2 separate regions of the Zea mays genome follow, and region 1 is linked to region 2. A link is a contact called in public Hi-C data. All regions are on one chromosome and are shown on one strand. Each heading gives the region's core, a stretch centred on a gene start, on an enhancer-like site or on the middle of the called end of the contact. The rest is flanking DNA. Distances are from core to core; before and after follow the strand shown. Region 1 has its middle 64 kb from the start of LOC109939547. Region 2 has its middle 51 kb from the start of LOC118471958.

Region 1 (4,523 bases), core at 1,710-4,209, 720 kb after region 2:
ACCTTTGGCAACATTTTTTTGGGGATATTACAAACAAACACCTCTTTGAGTGTGTTATCGAAAATGGGTGTTCTCTAATACTTTTTACCAAAGGGATGGTGGGGAACGATTAGAACGGTCCACTGCGTAACAAGTGACTGTCGCTTGACTCCTTGACTTCTACGCTTTTCTGGCTATATAACCATACTCAACCCCACCACAAGGGTACGACATTTGATACCCTTGCCAACCTACTACTCCTAGTTTCTCTAACTCTGAAGCTTGCTTCCACCATAGTTCCAACATCCTTCGGGATATTTGAGCTTCGACAGTTTCTAGATGGCCACAACATCTTCGGGTGTGCCTCAAAGAGAAGAGTGGATCCCCGACACCTAAATGGCATGTGAGATGGCAAGTGGTATTGTGGCTATCGGAGCCGAAGCAACCTCTCGACCCAAAGAATATTGAAGACATATTGGTCGATCTTGATGAGAGCGAGTCAGACATAGAAGATGATGAGGGATTTGAGGAAGAGGACGATAGTGATATTCGCCCAACAAAGCCGAGCCATGTGGATTTTGGAAAATCCATAATAAAGGAAGGTCATGTGGAAGTGATGAGGAGCAAACATACTTTAAAAGTACTAACATCATTATACTTGCCAAAGAGGATATTGTTCTTAAGCCACAGAAGGACAAAGTTTTGGAGTTTTAAAGCTTCTTCAAAGCTGGCTTTGTTTCTCGTTTTACAAGATGGTTGTTGAAGTGATGAAAAATATGATATATATCTTTATCAGTTGACCCCCCACAATGCAATAATGAAGCTTGGAGTGTTTTTTGGGTGGTCTGAAGCCAGGTTCATGAACCTAGTGTGGAATGTTTCTGCTAGGTGCACGAGCTCATTATCAAACAAAAGCCATAGGAAAAGAAATGTCACACACCAACTTCGGGTATTACAACTTATAGTATCAGAAGGATACATTGTTTCCTATCCTCGCTTGCTGATACAGATGGCCAACACTTGGACGGAATGGTTTTTTGTGAATAATAACCTAGATAAGAGAGAGGACATCAAGGACATCATCTAGAGACTTGTTAAGCCATGCTTTGGTATTAAGAAACCATTGTGCAACATGGTTGGTAAATCACAAATGGCTATGGTCGCTTTCAACACCATATGAAGCCATATTTGCATAAGGAATTTGGTCCAAGAGCATCTTGCATACAGGATTTGGCCATTGAAGGCCAAATGGTCAATAGTATACCGTAGCGGGTGCTCCACAAAAAGGGTACTATAGCGACGGTAATGGAAACCTCACCACCTAATATATATTTTAGACTAGATTTAATTGGTCGTAGACTGTTGACATGTTTTGATCTTCTTGGGAAGTTGGACATGGTCCAATTGATAGAAGGATCAGACGCATTACCTTGGAATTTAAATTTGAACAAAAAATCTCAATGGAGTCTATGTATAGAGCATTTGTTGACAACATTGTGCCGGTAGACAATAATCACAAATTTTGGAAATTGAAGGTGCCACTAAAAATTAAATTTTTTGCGTGGTACCAACAAAGAGGGATTATCCAAACAAAGGACAACCTTGCCAAGAAGAATTGGATTGGAAGTCTAAAATGTGAATTTTGTTACCGCAATGAAACAATCAAACATTTGTTCTTTCAATGCAATTTTGTTCGTTCTATATGGTCACTCATCCCAACTTGTACCCTCTTTATTGTATGTCTGTATTAGCTTAAAACTTGTATGTCTATATCAACTTGATGCTACTTGTTGAGTTTAAATAAACGCTCTTTATTGAAAAAACCGAAGAGGTGCTTTGGCAGAGGAGTGGACTCAGTGACATAGGACATGTTTGATTTCTTGCCTAAAACGCCACAACTTGTCTATCTTTTCTATCTAAGGTTAGTTATTCAATTCAAGCGACTAAGCTTAAGCAAGTTGTGTCGCCTTAGATAGGGAACCAAACAGGCCCATAGATAGATACTAGCAAAGTGTACATACGTTGCTATGATTTCCATTATGTTCAAGTATAGAATATAAAACACAAAGATATGTGTAATCTATTGACTAGCTAGGTGTGAATGAGGGTTTAATATCAACAACTATGGTTTGAATTCTAATTTGTATATAATTTTACAATTGTTACTATTTAAATGTAAGGGAACTCATGATGGTGGCGGACGATCGACGGTCTGATTCAGAGCATAATTAAAGCCCAGAAAATCCAAGGATGACTAGTATGAAGCCGAAAAGCCCAACATGCATTTAACTGGGATGTGGGGATGGCAATGGGGAATTCTATGTCGGGTTTTAGCTCCCCATTCCCGTCCTTGTGACTAAAAAAGTTCCTCGCGGGATCTCCACAAAAACTTGCGGGGGACATTTCTTCCCCATCCCCGTTCCTCGCGAGGATAAATCCCGTCGGGGATTTCCGTCCCCGCTTAAATTATAATCAGGACATACTTTCTTTGTTATAAATGCAAAATATAGTCACTTATCCACATTGTTAGATGTAAGAAATCATTTTGCGTGCATCAAAGTGAACACATTTGTACAACCAGTGATCTCTTGACAAGGAATTATTTTTTATCATTAACTATTAAATGAAAACATCATCATATAGAATTTTAACGGGTCTCGTGGGGAATGGAGAATGCTTCCAAATCCATGTCCCTGTTTAACCGCCAGGGGAAAATTTTCCGGTTTACATCCTATAGATCCTATAGAGCTAGTTTAAACCCCATTTTCCTACATGATTTCTATTTTCCTAAGAAAAATTAGTTTATTTTCCTTTAAAAAAATATAAATTTCTTGAGAAAATAGAGTTGTCAAACTAGCCTAATAGGAGAATTTCTGGCGGAGAACCGAGGATCGGGGCCATTGCCATCTCTGGATGTGGCCGCTTGGCGCTTTGTGACTGTCTGAGTTCGCCCGGGCTTCGAGCACAGATGTCTTGATATGGTCATTTAACAGGCGCAAAGGCCCACTATATGTAACAGGCCCAGATACATTTAACAGGCCCAAAGGACCACTATATGTAATTTTAATTCGAGGTTTCCTGCAGAGAAATTTGGGCGGCGAAAAAAGATCGAAGAAAAGACAATTTTGGGTTCTCAACAAGCTAACAGGCTGCAAACGACGTGTTCATTCATGCCTTGCAAGTTTGATATGCAACCACATGTCTACATTCATTACTTACAAGGTAGCTGTTCCTAGCCTCATTTGCAAAAAGCCGACACTAATCTACATGTAAATGAAATGCAACATCTTAAAAGTACAGTACCAACATGGATATGGATCTTATGACAATCAAGCTCCACCTCTGATGTTCAAACATCCACTCAGGCGTGCAAACTTGAAACTCCTAACCAAGGTCTTCCTCTGAACACGGAGCAGAGTTGGCGATGAACAATCGTAGGCCACAAACAGGTGAAGACATTAAATAACTAGCACCACAATGCCTACACCTTGATGATCAAATAATGTCTATTATTCGTTGGCTGCTAATGACTAGCTAATCTATGATATCTGAATCGATATGCTCGAGATTTTGCAATATTCTCTTCAATGTCGATGAGTAATCTGACTTTTTTCCCCTGCAACAAAAGGGGAAACAGACAAGGGTGAGCTCATCAGAAAGAGGAAACAAATTTCTCATGGGTCCTACCAGAGTATAGATTGATATAATGGTAGTACCCTGGAACACAAAATATTGTACAAGCATAACTGGATAAGGCATCAATTTTGTCAGACGTCTCTGATAGCATTGATGCCTTTGTTGTTTATTTCCTGTTTCATTCAATAACATGTGATGAAAATTTTGAAATTGTATAACACATAAAAAAAATGGTACCTGGTACGGTCTATTTAAAACTAACGATGGGTCAATATCTCAAGTAACATAGTAAAGATACTGCAAAAGTACATTGGTCCAAGCTACCCATAATCAATGGAAACAACGGTCATTAAGGTCCTAGCCTTAGGCGGTCTCTAGCAGATCGTACATATTGTCATGCAAAAACACTGTTCTTTATAGCTTAACAGAGCGAAGTTTGAAAATAAAAGAGATAGAATAGAAGATATGATGGATAAACTGTTGTAGACAACCTATGTACCTCGATTCAGTGTAGTGTTTTTCCCCAAAACTGATTCTGAGAGAGTTTCATTTTTCAAACTGATCGAGAACAGAGTTCGTACTAGCTATCTTAGCCATAGTAAAAAAAAGATTTGTAGCACACCAAAGATAGGCAAAAACAAAAGGTAGTAACTCATTCTTAGATTTTTCACTTCGGAATTCACAGTACTACTGAGTTTTGGCAGACACTTGTCAAGACTGCCCTAATCAATACTGTCACCTTTTACAATATACAACAACCGGTTTAACTTTGGCAAAAAATAAATAAATAAACACTATCAGGTATAACATCAGCAATAGGGGCCTTGTAATATCCTGGCCCCTGGGATGGTGATTTTCGGGCCCAAGACTTAATAGAATTAATAGAGTATCCATACCAACAAGGTGCA
Region 2 (4,470 bases), core at 792-3,291:
GAGAGCCTTCCAAGCATCCCCATCTGAAGGGTGCACGATTAGCTCATCGTTCTCGCGTACACCTTCTTTGTGTCATCGCATGTGCATAGCGGTCTTTTTAGATAGAAACAACCGTTTCACTCGAGGAGTTAGTGGCAAGTAGCGAAGCTGCTTATGTGCAACATCTGTCATCACCTTGTCACCCTCATCATTAACAACTTCCACAAATCTAGATTGTCTAAATTTCAGACATTTTTCTCTCCCGCATGCTCCTTCATGAAAAGCATATAATTATTGTTGCACACATCGATCTTTTTATAATCCATACCGAGACCTTTGATAATTGTCTTTGAATGGTACATGTCTTTAGTCAACTTATTGGGCTTTGACAGCACATCTCCTAATAACTTTAAAATCTTATTGTAACAGTTGTTCGAGAAAAAAATACTTGGACTTAATGGCCATGAGTCGGGTCACAAAAGCGAGTATACTCACTTCTGTGTGTTCATGCAATGACTCTTCAGAGTCTTTTAGTAGTTTAAAAAATATGGAAACCTCTGGTGTGGCAGGATCCTCGGAGCTTAGGTTTAACTCTAGACGTAGCGAATCTAGCATCTCATGCATCGCATCATCGCCAACCTAATCATTGTTCTCCTCATCTTCTACATTCAGGTTGGGTACTACCTCACCATGATGTTCCCACACCTCATATCTGAGCATAAATCCAAACTGACAAAGATTTAGGCTAACTCTTTCCTTATTAAGGAATATACTGTTTTCGTCTCGCCTACAAGGGCATCTGACAGTGCCGGTTAATGACAAGGAGAATACATCGTCCACAAAATATTTAGTCTTGGGTACCCAATCATCGGAATGATGTCCATTCCTAGTCCAGCCATTGTACATACATGCACGATCTTCAGCTATGCCTGAGACTGTTAAAACAGACCATATCATGAAAACATTATTCAAATTCGTCAAAGGTATCGGTCCTACATCTATAGGCAAGGATAGGTTCTAAACCCACAAGCTAGCAGGACCCAAAAAAAATTTCGACAATATAACATCGCTGCCACTAAACAATATATTGCTTATATATAAAACAAAGAATGATATGCTATTAATCAATTCAGACTAAGTACCACATACCACTAATATGACAACTGTACGACATACCAATATAATGTACTTATAAAACTAATAATATAATATTGTCACATATTAATATGAAAGTAATGCCACAAATACAATATGCCCCTAATTACTGAACCACATATACCACTAATACATTAATGTAATTGAACTAAACAATAATACTAATCACATATATGAATCAAACAAACAACAATTACAAATATATACTAATTTTGGCGGCAATTAAATAACGGCCGCCAAAAATATGAAATAAAATACTAAAAAATTAACCTGTTTATGGATAAGGGCTCAGGGCGCGGAGCGGTGGCGGGAGGAGAGCTCGACACGGATGGTGCGGCGAGCCTAGGCGACGGGCGCGGCCCGGGCGGAGCGGCAGAGCTGTGCGCGGTGTGAGAGCCGGCGTGGAGACGAAACAGAGAGGAAGAAAGGAGTCGGGCGGCCGTTTAAAAAGGTTAATTTTCAGCGACCAAGGTCGAAGCTGCCGAAAATATGACTTTATTTTCGGTGACCGTGTCAGATGTCGTCGAAAATAAGATTATTTTCGACGGCCGTGTTAGAAGCCGCCGAAAATAAGCTTAGTTTCGACAGTATAACCTCTTAATTTTGGCAACTTTGACCTTGCCGTTAAAATAAAAGTGGCCGCCGAAAATTAGTAGGTAACGTGTCAAAAAGATCAGATATATAGCGTCGCGTCTCATCAGACCTGGGCCTCTTTTCACGGGCCATTGCGAGGCGGCCTGGCAGATGAAAACTGCTGTGCTGGGTTTGAGACGAGCTCGTTCCGGATCGCGCGCGAAGACCATAGTCCTACGGCAAATTAAATGGGGGTAGATGAAGACCACACACAAAACGGATAGATAGATAGATAGATAGATGGGCTGGACTGCTGGAGGAATGGTCGCAGTCTGCTTCCACGCGCTGTTGGGGCCCATGACTATGAGCAATACGGATCGGAGGCTCCACGCTTCTTCTAGTTGTAGCACCGGTTTGGGCTTTTGATTTGACACTGGAAAGTGAAAACTTTGCATGTACGACAGCGGGCGGCCGGGCAGAAAGTGAGCGAGCAGCCGAGCACTCATTTCCCCAGAACATCTATCTACTTTTGTTTACAGTGTGCATGCCATTTTCTTGCCAACAGTATGTTTTCAGCTACCTATTCCTTTTCTTTCTTTTTTTGACAGCAAGGTAGCTCGATCGTCAACCGCAGCTAGCCTCTAGAACAAGTCACAAGTGCACACTAAGCACTCCAGGTTAATTAGCCATACGACTCGGCCTCGTTTACCTTTACCATGTGGGCTACGTACTCCTACTGCATACAGTAGCTAGCTAGCTAGCTACGTCGGTCTATGTATGTTTGACAAAATTTCACAATCCAACATATATACCTTTCGGTCTTTCTTTTTTTTTTGACTTGGAAGTTGTACAGTGACATGAACGCTGTAAATCGCTCTATATATATATATATATATATATATATATATATATATATATATATATATATATATATATATATATATATATATATATATATATTATTGTGTACGTACGTAGAGAAAATCTAGCTAGCGAGGGCACGTCAACTATGCTATATCCGGATGATCCCTCCCCGCCTTTCCGCGGCACCGTGCACCAAAGTCTTCCTTTCCTTGTCTACCGCACGAGCCCTTTTGCCGCGCGCCATGCACAAAAGTCAACGTAACAGTAGGTGATGCTTCACCGTCCTGCTGGCAGCAGCTCTCAGCCTCAGCAGGGAGGGATCGATCGATCGATCGGTCAAGCTAGTAGTATATATCATTCGAGAAGAAAAAAAAAGGGAGCATCAAATCAGTGGGCAAGATCTGCTTGCTATCTAGCTAGCTAGCTGCGGCAGCATCGTCCATTGAAATTATTGGCCGAGCTAGCTAGCTAGATATACGATAGATCCTCTTCCTGCTTTCACCGTATCGCCTCCCCCGGCCTCTTGCTTGCTTGCATTCGTTCTATTGCTCCATGCTGTCATCAGCTTGCTTGCATGCAGACAACCTAGATAGATACGGACGTACGTAGAGGTAGGCATGCATGCATGCTTGTTAATTTCAGATGAACGTACGATGCATATCAGCTGCAACTTGCGTGGCTGGAACTGGCCGGCCCGGTTGCACACTAGCACTGCAGCCAGCCAGGAAGCTTAACTACTAATCTACTATACTACTTACGTCTTAATAGTATATATGGTGTTATTCCTGGTTGCATGGTCGACGTACGTACGTACGGCGCGTGGCCCGTCGCCATCGCTTGCCGATTCAACTATTATATATATTAGATTAATTATTAATGTGAATTTGGTGGCATCTCCCAGTTACCTGTCAACTAGGTTAGCTAGATCCCGAGCAAAATCTTTCAGGACGGTAACAGCTCACGAAAAATAAAGCTAGCACGATAGGGGCTTGATGGTTACGCAAAAACATAATTTAATTTATGAGACGAATGTGTCGCGCTAGCTACAGGGACGACATCATTGCACGAATGAACACACACATGCATATAGTGGAGTGCCATGCATTAAAGTCTTGTTCTTCAAGAATTACTAATTAGAGTGTGATTTTGATTGCTCGGCCGCACCCTGCACGCTACAGGTACTTTCCTAGTTTCCCACTCCTTTCGCCTGCATGCGCGTCTGGCGGTTCCCTGGTGGAACAGGCCGACGAGTCCGGCACTCACCAGCGCAGTAACCAATCAATCACGCCCTTAGTTTTTTTCTTATAGGCAGGGCCGTTGAGGTCCAGTGCGAAATCCAATATTGAGGCCTCATCCCCACACACATATATACAATTTAATATTTGATGTATAAAAATTATTATGTTGTTTTGAAGTTTATAAGATGACAAATGTAAAATATAATCAAAACCACTTATTTATTATCTGATATTATTAAAAATATCTTCTAACATTTCGTGATACAAAGTCATCGATTATATTATTGAGATCAATCTCATCCAACAATTTCTTTTCGACACATAGAATCGTCAAGCCATTTAACCTCTCTTGAGTTATTGTTGACCTTAAATAGCTCACAAAAATATTTCAATTTTAAAAAGCTTCTCTCCACCGATACAACCATCATGTGTATAGTAAATAATACTCTATAACAAAATAGAATTTGTTTTGCTTCTTTAGTGGATTCATCATCATCTAGTTGAATATAAACATAAAAATCAAGAGATAAAATAATTACTATTTTAGAATGGATGGAGTATTCGATAAGTAATTGAGACATTAGCTTAACAATCTAAATGAGATTGGTCGATAGCGCATCGCTCTTTGCGTACTTGTATATAGGATAGATAGGTTTAACAG

Evidence for each region. A called contact is a pair of places that touch in the nucleus more often than the background predicts.
Region 1: a contact with region 2 is called in a Hi-C map of tassel, with 4 times the contacts expected there. The contact joins two enhancer-like sites. A contact is called at or near these places in 3 of 25 Hi-C or Micro-C datasets (leaf and tassel).

Annotation. Positions count from the first base shown.
Region 1 is chr5:154,347,327-154,351,849 of Zm-B73-REFERENCE-NAM-5.0, forward strand. No RefSeq gene overlaps it. Among protein-coding and RNA genes, the nearest start is that of LOC109939547, 64 kb to the left of the region's middle. Within about 2 kb of position 2,960, at least 12 of the 20 cell types and tissues checked have an H3K27ac peak or open chromatin away from gene starts, as enhancers often do. A contact at or near this core is called in leaf and tassel, where this site is marked.
Region 2 is chr5:153,631,475-153,635,944 of Zm-B73-REFERENCE-NAM-5.0, forward strand. No RefSeq gene overlaps it. Among protein-coding and RNA genes, the nearest start is that of LOC118471958, 51 kb to the right of the region's middle. Within about 2 kb of position 2,042, at least 16 of the 20 cell types and tissues checked have an H3K27ac peak or open chromatin away from gene starts, as enhancers often do. A contact at or near this core is called in leaf and tassel, where this site is marked.